Regions from separate parts of the Macaca mulatta genome. Here region 2 is linked to region 1. The links are chromatin contacts, called in public Hi-C maps. All regions are on one chromosome and are shown on one strand. Each heading gives the region's core, a stretch centred on a gene start, on an enhancer-like site or on the middle of the called end of the contact. The rest is flanking DNA. Distances are from core to core; before and after follow the strand shown. Region 1 holds the start of TTK (TTK protein kinase). Region 2 holds the start of ELOVL4 (ELOVL fatty acid elongase 4).

Region 1 (5,173 bases), core at 1,258-3,757:
AAAAAGGCAGCTGTGCTGACTGAAAAGTCAAAGATTAGCAAAAAAAGTGACATGATGCTAATGACAAAGTTAAATAGTTCAAACTTTCATTTATGTGACAAAAATGTGAAACTTACCATCTTAAAATAAGTCATAATCTTATGGCTAATTTTATTGCTTTGTGAAAGGCTTGACTCTGAAAATGAAAAAGTTTATTCACTGTCAGATGCAGCTGATTTTAAGCCAAATGAGAAATTGTGATGCAAGAAGTATACAAATGTGTTAAATAAAATAGGATTCTTAAATACTCTAATGGTTGTAAATGTTAGTATTTAGCTAACATTTACTAAGTGCCTACAAATGTCCCAGGCACCGTTCTAAGCACTAAGGATGCTGTAATGAACAAAATAGACAAAAATTCCTGTACTATGGAGTTTACATTCTAGTGGGGGTAAAGTTTGGAAAGTCAGAAAATAAACAAGATAAATAAATAGGTCAAATAGGTAAAACTGTAGGATTTTACAGATCACCACTGTCCAATGGAAATACAATGTAAGCCATATATGTAATTTTCAATTTCCTACTAGCCATAGTAAAGTGTAAAACAGGTGAAATTACATTTTCATAAGCTTTTTATTTTTGAATAATTCTTAATTTACAAAAAATTCCAAATGTATTAAATAGTACGGAGAATTGCTGCAGACTGTTCATTCAGTTTTTCTGTTGTTAAGATCTTGCATTACTGTGATGCATTTTTCAAAACCAAGAAACCAACATTGGTGCATTATCATTAACTAAACCTCAGACTTAATTTGAATTTTACTAATTTTTCCATTAATGTCATCCTCCTGTTTCAGGATCCAGTTTACGGTATCACAGTGCATTTAGTTGTCATGTCTTCTTAGTCTCCTCTGGTCTGTGATGGGGTATATTAATTTTAATAATATATTTTATTTAACTCAATATAGCAAAAATATCATTTTAACCTGTAATTGATATTTTTAAAATTATCAATGTTTATTACTTTTTCTTATTCAGTCTTCAAAATCCAGAGTGTATTTTATACTTAACAGTACATCACATTTCTTACTCAGACACTTTCATTGGAAATACTTCATCTGCATTTGCATCTCACAAAATTTACAGTTGAAAAAGTAGTTTCATATACTTAGGTTGTTCCAAGTATACTTAAAAGTCTTCCAATAAATTCATGACTAATGCAAGTTTAGAAAAAATAAAAAAAATTACTTTAAAAAGTTTTAAAATAATCCCATTAGATATCAGTTTTCAAATTTAAATCTAAATTTAATCAATTAAGGTTAATTAATTTAAAAATTCAGTTCCCAGTTGCACTAGACATATTCAAGTGCTCAACAGTCACTGACCATCATAAGGACTTTTGGTTTTATTCCGAGCTAGAAAGGGAGCACTGAAGGGTTTTGAGCAAAGTAGTGACATAATCTGATTTAAGATGACTTTGCTATGTCAGAGAATAAATTGAGGTGAGGCAAGGGCAGAAGCAGGGAGACCAGCCAGGAGGCTACTGCATGTAACATCAGGTAAGTGATGAAGGTGCCTTGGACTAAAGTGGTGGCAGTGGAGGTGGGGAGAACTGGTAGGAGTCCAGGAATCTCTTGTGCTAGCCCTGACTCAATCTGCTTATGAATTAGATAAGGGATCTGGATGACACAAAGGTTTTGGGGCTAAAAAATTTAGGATAATGAATTTGTCTTTTTAGATTTTGTAAAAAACATGTTTGGGTAGGAATATCAGGGGCTTGGTTTTGGACATTTTGAGTTCAAGATGCGTATGAGACATGTAAGTGAAGATAATAAGTAGGCAGTGGATATCTGAGTATGGAGTTGAGGAGAGCTCAGCTGGTGATAAACATTTGGGAGCCATCAACATATAGATGGTATTTAAAGATAGAAGACTGAAGGAGACTACCAAACGAGAGTACAGAAAGAAGTGTTAGGGTGAGGTCGCCCAGCAACAGTATTTTCAGGAAAATGCAAGCTTTGAGATCAGGCCGCAAACAGATCAACGAGAATTGAAAGAATAATAAACTCTTACCAGGCAAAAGCAGCATTAGATGCAATGGTGCAAAGGTAAGTGATTAGCCAACCATGGTATAGCAAGTCATTTCTGCTCTGCTGAAGCAGAAATACCAGCTAGCTGACACAGAAAGATGCATTAAGTGATTGAGAAGGGCTCTCATGCTGACTGGGTGACTATCCAGAGCTGGGAATGTGAGGGTTCTAAGGACAGCTTTAGAGTTAACAAGTGACAGCTGCAGTTAGTTTCCTATACATACACAAAACCAACCCGTCCTACCACCGAACATATGTCATAATGCTGGCACAACAGACACATCCCTTTTAGTTTTGCAGACGAGGAGTAACTGTTGCCCTGGACCACAAAGCCACTTAGCAGCAGAGCCTCGCACCCGCGAAGATTACTAGGGAGATGTTTTTACCCCTGAGGACACCTGAGCCCTTAAGTGGGGCAGGCTCGGAGGGAGGGGGGCTGATAAGGCGAGTTCAGGCAGGGCAATCATGATGGGCGCTTGAGTTCTGCGCAGAATTTTGACAAGGGGGATGGTCCTGGCTTGAAGATAACGCAAGGAGTCATTTAAGGATAATGGAAGGGCATAAGCGGAAGCTTAAGGATAAAAAGCATTGAAATTCTTGAGCTGGCGGCAGGGCTGAACGTAGCCCAGTTAAAAGATCCTTTCTTGCCACATCCTCTCTAAGCCAGGCTGTGAGTACCGCGTGGAACGAAGGAGAAGGGTGGCGGTGAGGTCAGTAAAGAGCCGGCCCAAGGTGCATCTTTTAGGTCCGGATGCTGGGAGCAGCCGTCCCCGCCCCTATATTCCTCTCACCAGGTAGGTTTGCCCGGGAGTGGCTACCTCCCAGGCAGAAATTCGGCCTGGTTAAACTGGAAAGAGCAAGAAAGCCCACCCACTGGCGCCCGGAGAACGCCTGCAAAGTGCCAGCACCCTACCAACCCAGGAACCTCACGGGTGCGAACGCCGCCGCGGGCTCTTCCGGGGCGGGCCTCGCCCGACGCAGGGGGAGGGGCGGCCCCGTCGCACACGAACCAATCACGACAGACGCTTCTACGTGGCTAGCATTGACCAACTGGAGACCGTGGAGATAGCGACGGGGAAATTCAAACGTGTTTGCGGAAAGGAGTTTAGGTTCCATCTTTTCATTTCTTCAGCGCCGCTTCCAGTAGGTAAGTTCTCACCCACCGGCGCACCGGCGTACTGAGGAACGGCCGCAGCCGGTGTAGGGGCTCATTGTCAACGCCGGTCGGTGAGGGGTGGGGCGAGGTGGGGGCAGCTTGCAGCTGGATATGCGACGCGGCTAAACAAGCTGGAGGGGGAGGGGAGGCTCGGTGCCTCAGCGCGTCTGGCCGGTGGGGTGATGCTGGAGGTTTTGTTGAGGAAGTAAGAAGTGGGTGTGGCCCACGCTGGAAAGAAGGGGTGGTGGGGTACCTGCGCACAAGATCGTTTTCCAAGGACGATCTCTCTTGTTTTGCGGGTTGGAACTGGGAAAGAAAGGGGTGGCCGTGATCTGACAGTTACCTTTCAAACCTCTCTTAAAAGGTGGAGTGATACCTTGCTGCAACTTTATGACTTCTTCATTGTTAAATCCGAAGACGGGGCAGCATTGTTATCAGTCACACTGAGTTGGTGTTTGAGAGGCACAAAGATACGATTAACAGTAAGACTGCAGACACTTTATTGAACAAACACCACCACCATGCAGATAAGCAAGTGCTCAGTACCAGTACAGTAGTTTCTTAGTGTTGGATTAAGGTAGCAAATCATGATTCTGCTAGATATGCACAAGAATAAACCTGTGGATTTCTTAATTATCAGTAAAGCCCCATCATATTCATATTTTGCTTTGAAAGCACTTGCACTGTACAGATTTACTCACGTAAAGCAGGCGAATAAAAGAATTGTTATTCTCGTTGCCAAATTCTTTGCCTGTGTCACTACCAGAATCCAAGCAATCTTTATGTGTATGTAGCTTCCAGAATCCAAGCAAACACTCCATCATATTTTTTAAGTGACACTAAATTTGCAGATTTCTAGAGTATGACGTCATTGATGTTATATTGGGGGGAAAAGTGTACTTGGCCTATGAAACCTTGCTGAATAAATTACAAAGATGTGTACCTTGTTGTTGTGCACTTAGCTCCATTAATACTAGCCTAGTAATAGCTGCGTTTAGATGTGTTCACAAAACGAATGCTTTAGTCGTCTGGGTTCTAAAAAGCTAGCACATTTTTTTTCTTTGATGCTAAATAGGAATTATGACTAGTTCAGTTTTTTTCTTAGAAATGGAGTCCGAGGATTTAAGTGGCAGAGAATTGACAATTGATTCCATAATGAACAAAGTGAGAGACATTAAAAATAAGTTTAAAAATGAAGACCTTACTGATGAACTAAGCTTGAATAAAATTTCTGCTGATACTACAGGTGAGTTTTTCTTTTCTTTTAAGTTATTAACTGTTTGTTGGGTGTCCTCTAAGGTAAAGAAGTAGTACTAATCACTTTATAATTTACTCATGTGTTTATTGTCTTTCACCTCCACTAGAATGTAGGCTACATGAGGGCAGGGTTTTTATCTGTTATATCCACAGAACTTTGGTGTCTGGCACATGGTAGGTAGGTACTTAAGCATTTATTGAACAATGATTAATGGGTGAAGGTGCCCAGAGTTTAATACTCTAGCTCTTCTAAAAGTATTAGCTCAGAAGCCTGATTCTTTACTGTATTTCAAATGGTTGGTCATTTGAATGGTGACCTTTGGATAATTTTGTTACATGTATACTAACCATTAAATAGATGAGAAATTGAAAATAAGTGGAAGAACCTGTGATCTAATTATGGTGGCTGACTGTGTTCACTTTGAAAAAAACCTAGAAAATGATAGTTTTGGTGTTAAGCAAAATCTTAATAGAGTATAAATGTACTTAATTATGTCACACTAACAAAGGTTGTACATCAAGGCAATTGAGTATTTTAAGTATTGAGGAAGATTCAAAGGTGCTTGAAACTATAGTTTCTTTCTAGGTGAGAATTTATATATTCACTATGCTACACTGTAATGCATGCTGGGCATCATAGGAATACTAGCATGATAAAACACAAATGTTTTATTTGTTGATTAGAGGAAGA
Region 2 (5,173 bases), core at 792-3,291, 50 kb before region 1:
TTGTTTTTTTTAACACAAACATCATTAGGAAGGAATTCACCATCACAGAAAGGTGTATTCTACCTTTGCCCTCGATTTTTCCTTCTGAGACTCAAGAGATGGGAAAGCTCCGAGATAGGATAGGAATGACAGGACTGAGAACTCCTGGGTGTGGCTCTGGCTATATGGAGACTGGAGGATCTCGACAGTGTCTAACTCCAAGGTATGCGAAGTGCAATTACCTGCTAAAGAACTTGGCTGATGTTCAGCTCTATACAATTGTGTAATGGGAAGCCCTGATGCAATGTTTAAAGAACCGAAATCATAGACATGAAGGAAAGGGCACATCTTTACCAGTTTTTGCAGGTACAGTGTAACATCAGTGTAACAGCACATAGAAAAAACAAAAAAAACTTGGAGAAACACTCCTTTGAAAACTGCATTTTAACCATTTTCAGCTGTAATGAAATAAATAGCTTATTTATATTATTAAATAGCTTATTTCCCAGTGTCAAAGTTGAGATCTTCTGAAAAAGAAGAAGTGAATGCAGTATTAATGTCAAATAATCATTTTGTCTCACACAAAAATAATTCCAGCAAACGTTTTTCCCACAACATAAGCCCTATGTATCGGACTACACTTATGCTGTAAACCACTGTCTCATTTAACAATAAACACAAAAACTACAGGAATACATTTTCATTTCGAAGTAGGGAAGGCAGAGTCATAAGATGGAACGTTAATATCCTTCACTGATAGGATGCAGTGTGATACTGCAAAAGGATCAGAAAAATTCACATCGTAAAATCATTTCTGAAATCCTTTAAACCTTATTTTAGATTTCAAAAACTTTTCAATGTTTTAAAATCAAAAGCAGCGAAGCAAATGAAGAAATAACCGGTAAAATGTAAAAATACAATATCACAATTGGGCGCTAGGAAACCTGCATAAATCAAACAATTGACAGCCCTGCCAAATTAACCGCAACAGCTAAAGAAAAGTTTGCTGATTTAAGAACTGTATATATGTAGGCATCTGGGACAACCTCTAGGTGTTGCTGTAGAGACCCCATTCCTAAAGACTGATTTCTTACCCGGTGTTTTGGCCTCCCCCTCCCTCTGACTGCACTGCAGTGCGCAAAGCCATTACAGACAATCACTTCAAACATATTTGCTGTCGAAAATGCCTCGGAAACTAACAATTCTTCAAGGTTCAAGGAGCCAAACAATGTTATTTTACTTTTCAGTCCAAATTATACTATAGATGAAGGAGCTAGATAGAAGAAAAGATTAGCAGGGTTGTGTCAAAGCAACCAGGGGGCTGAAGAAGCCTCCTGTACCTTCAGCTGCCCCTGAAGCCCTCCCTCCTCCCCAGCCCGCTCTCCACACAAAATAGGACTAAATGTTAAAAGGAATCCTGTGCACGGGGAAGAACTGTGAAGCAAGCTCGGGAGATGTGGGAGCAGAGGGTGGGGCGGCTCCTGCGAGGAGCTCTTGGCTGTACAGGCTCCATCTGATATGTCAGCTCCCGCATCCGAGAGCTGATGAGAGATGGAGGCAGCTCAGAGGAAAAATCTGCGAGTGTCGGGGGAGGGGAGGCCTTAACATTCGGATCAGATTAACCAGTGTTCAACCGCAATGCCCCCGTCGGCCCGTCCGCTGATCCGCAGCATCTGAAAGCCACAGGGCGCGGGGGCCTGTGGGGCCCGGCCCGGGCGCTCCGAGACCAGGGGTCGGTGACCCCCGCGGGGGACCGAGCGAGGATGGAGAAGTCAGCGGCTTTACCTGCGATGGACCAGGTCCAGCGGTAGAACTCCACCGTGTCGTTGAGTGCCGTGGACACTACGTTTAGGACACTACCCGGCTCCGAGTCCAGGAGCCCCATCGCGGCGATGAGCTGGCGCTGGCGGCAAAAGAAAGAGGAGACCCCGAGAGGGGGCTGACTCCGGAGGCGGTGGCGGCCGACGGGGCGAGCGGCGGCCAGGGAACACCTCTAACGGCGGCGGCCCGGCTGCGTCTTCTCCTCCTCCTCGAGGCGCCGCGGTGGCGGGGATGCGGCGGCAGCGGCGTCTACTAGCAGCGCCGAGCAGCAGGCGTCGTCAAGGTTCCCGAGAGAAGGAGGAGGTGGTGGTGGAGGCCCAGCCGCCAGCACAGCGCGCTGCACCAGTCTGCCGCCTCGCGCCGCCGCCCCTCCAATCTCCTCCGCCGGCGTCACGTGGCCGCGCGCGGGGGCGGGGGGCCGGCCGCCCCTCCTCCCTCCCTAGCGATGGGACTCGCGGGCTTAGGGATGCTGCGCTCACGGGTGCGACGTGAGCCGGGCTTGCGCAGGCGCGCGCGGTCGCGCGGGAGCGGGACACCTGGGCCCCTCCTTGTCCCCTCCCGGCACGAGTGGCCCCATCATCCTTCCCCGCCCCTCTCCCGGGCATGGGCCCCTGCGGAGGAGTTCATTCACCGCCTCCCCACGGGTGACTTCTTATCCGCCCAGGATAAGTCCTGGGAAACAGGACACGGGAAGAATGGGTGTTCTGTGGGCAAGGATGAGGTAGGCGTGGTGCTTTGGTCCTTACCTGACACTCACCTCGATTTCACTTGTGTTCCTGTTTCTTTGACCTCCACCAGCACATGCCTGTCACCATGACAAGAGAAGTGCACGTGTTATGCCTCTGAAGAAGCGAAGGGTATTTGTCTTCCATGCTTCAGCGATGGAGAATAGACTTTGGGGTCGACCCATAAACAAATTAACATATAATTGAATGAATGCTTGCATGTGTTCTGTAGACTTTTTTGCTATACATGGAATGAACAAAGCAATATAATTGCTAAATTAGGCCATTAGCAGTTCAGAGAAGAGGGAGAACCAAGAGGGCCTGCCAGGTGAAGTCCGCTGGAACCTAAAGAAATTGAGGTGAATCTAAAAAAGATAATCGCTCAAGAGGCAAAGGGCAAGTTAGTGTAGAGAGGAAAACAAAGTAATTGTGGTTTATTTTGAAAAATTGTTTAGATAAGGTATAGGAGAGCCTACCCTTGAAAAGTAACGAAAATACACTAATTGCAATTCCTAATTTGATGGTTTCTCACGTAAAACAAGATTTTTGAGAATAGTCCAATAACCTTTTCATCTACTTGTTATTTAAATGTGTCACCTACTTGTTTAACCTTTTCTCCACTTGCTCATTTTGGATGCTACATTTTAAAGACCACTGAGTCAAGTGTCTTATTGTTCCTGCCCTTTCACACTGTTAATGTGAATGCTATCTTTTATCATACTGAAATGATCTATTTCCCAATTGACCTGGTTATATATTGTCTGTATTTTATATTGGAAGCATCCTAGATGGTAAGAATTATGTTTGGTTGTTTGATGAGTACCTAACCCAGTGCTATAAACAATAATTAATAAATATTTATGATGACAAAATATAACATGTCTTTCAGAGAATAATAAGGATTATTGTGAGTGGCAGGAACTTTATTGCAGAACTAAAGCAAACACAGACTTCTTTAAATGCCCTATTCTTGAAATTAACCAAATAAAACGTAATTTATTAATTTGTGAAATATATTTGCAAAACTAAAGTTTTCTGGATTGGAATGACAATATCTCAAGCCTCAATCCTAAATTATGTGTAACAGATTCTAGTAGTTATAAAAAAAAGAAATCCAGTCAAATCTCTTCGTTTAGGGAGTAGATAAATATCCATTCATTTACGGTGGTGATCTAGCCAAGTTCGGATTAGTTCGAGCTTCACTTAAAAATTTGATTACTATTTCTATACTGTGGAATCCTGGATTGTTTAAGGAGAACATATTTCTACCCATACCTCCATTCACACACGCAAAACCGCAGCATATTATTAATACTTAATAGAAGGAGAAATTGTTAAAACGGCTTTCCCTGGTCTTTCTTCTGCAGTGGAGGTCAATTTAAGTCCCTACTCACTAGGGGGCGCCAGTCACGTATAAGAAAATCATAGATGAGCTAACCTTCAACTGGGAATGGCGGTGACACAGGTATCCCGGTGTCCACACTCCACCTGTAAAAGTAGAATGTTTATTTACATTTATAAGCCGTCTAAACATATAGCAAGAACCAGAACATAAAACTTACCCAATCTGGAACCCTATTGCCTGGCATGAACAAGTGGTTTATAAATACCAGTGACTGCCCAGAACCAAAGCCTACCCAGTTTCGTTGTGCAAAGGGAAGGAAACCTGCATGTCTGCCACCTAGAATGACAGCCATCTAACCAAAATCTTGGTAGCATCATAACAGAATAAAAGCAAATACAAGCAACAACAGCATCTGCAAATTTTGAGAACAGAGAGTTCTTTCATGTGGATCAAATGCAAATGGGATACTGTTACCTACAAAACCTAAGGGAGAGGATATTTTATCATAAATTTTTTTTGTATAAAAGAGCAATTTTTTTTCTCTTTTTAGTAACAGGGTCTCGCTCTGTCAGCTAGGCTGGATTGCAATGGTGCAATCATAGGTTACTGCAACATTGAATTCCTGGGCTCAAGCTATCCTCCTGCCTCAGCCTCCTAAACAGCTGGGACTACAAGCCTGCACAATCATGTCTAGCTAATTTTTTTATTTTATTTTATTTTATTTTATTTTATTTTATTTTATTTTATTTTATTTTATTTTATTTTATTTTATTTTTTTGTAGAGAAGGAGGACTGGCTGTGTTGCGAGGCTGGTCTCAAACTCCCGCCTGCAAGCAGTCCTCCTGCCTTGGCCTCCAAAACCACTGGTATTACAGGCATGAGCCACCACGCCCAGTACAAAATATTTTTAAATGTCTTACAGTCCATACAAGGTTAGCAACATAAATCAAGCTATCCACCTTTTTTTTCCTAGTCCACCTTTCCATGTTGGTAATATTGTCAACAACCTCTGCTTTCAAAGAAAACTGAACTTGGAAGCCTGTTGAGTCAGGAGTAAAACGAAATAACCTAATTAAAGAGTTTGTAGAGAAAGACTTTAAATCTTCTAGAAGTAAATTTTGCTAAATGGATGCTACTTAGAGAAAATGGAGAAAATTGTTGATAATACTAACTACTGTCTATCAGTTCCAATCTTTTGTTCTTTCTGCTCACTACTCCTCCCCCACGTTATAGCCATCATATAACACGGGTACTTGACTAACTTGGAATTACAATGTTTTCCACGAGATATGTTTCATTCAAA

Evidence for each region. Hi-C and Micro-C count contacts between places; a contact is called where the count stands out from the background.
Region 2: a contact with region 1 is called in a Hi-C map of fetal cortex germinal zone, with 2.1 times the contacts expected there. The contact joins the promoter of ELOVL4 here to the promoter of TTK in region 1. A contact is called at or near these places in 2 of 14 Hi-C or Micro-C datasets (fetal cortex germinal zone and fetal cortical plate).

What each region holds. Positions count from the first base shown.
Region 1 is chr4:105,757,414-105,762,586 of T2T-MMU8v2.0, reverse strand. It overlaps TTK (TTK protein kinase), which reads left to right and starts at 2,507. Exons shown (of 22, transcript XM_015136820.3): 1 at 2,507-3,216; 2 at 4,331-4,471. The coding sequence starts at 4,333. It also overlaps the pseudogene LOC717175.
Region 2 is chr4:105,807,042-105,812,214 of T2T-MMU8v2.0, reverse strand. ELOVL4 (ELOVL fatty acid elongase 4) reads right to left here and starts at 2,041. Exons shown (of 6, transcript NM_001040419.3): 1 at 1,765-2,041. The coding sequence starts at 1,864.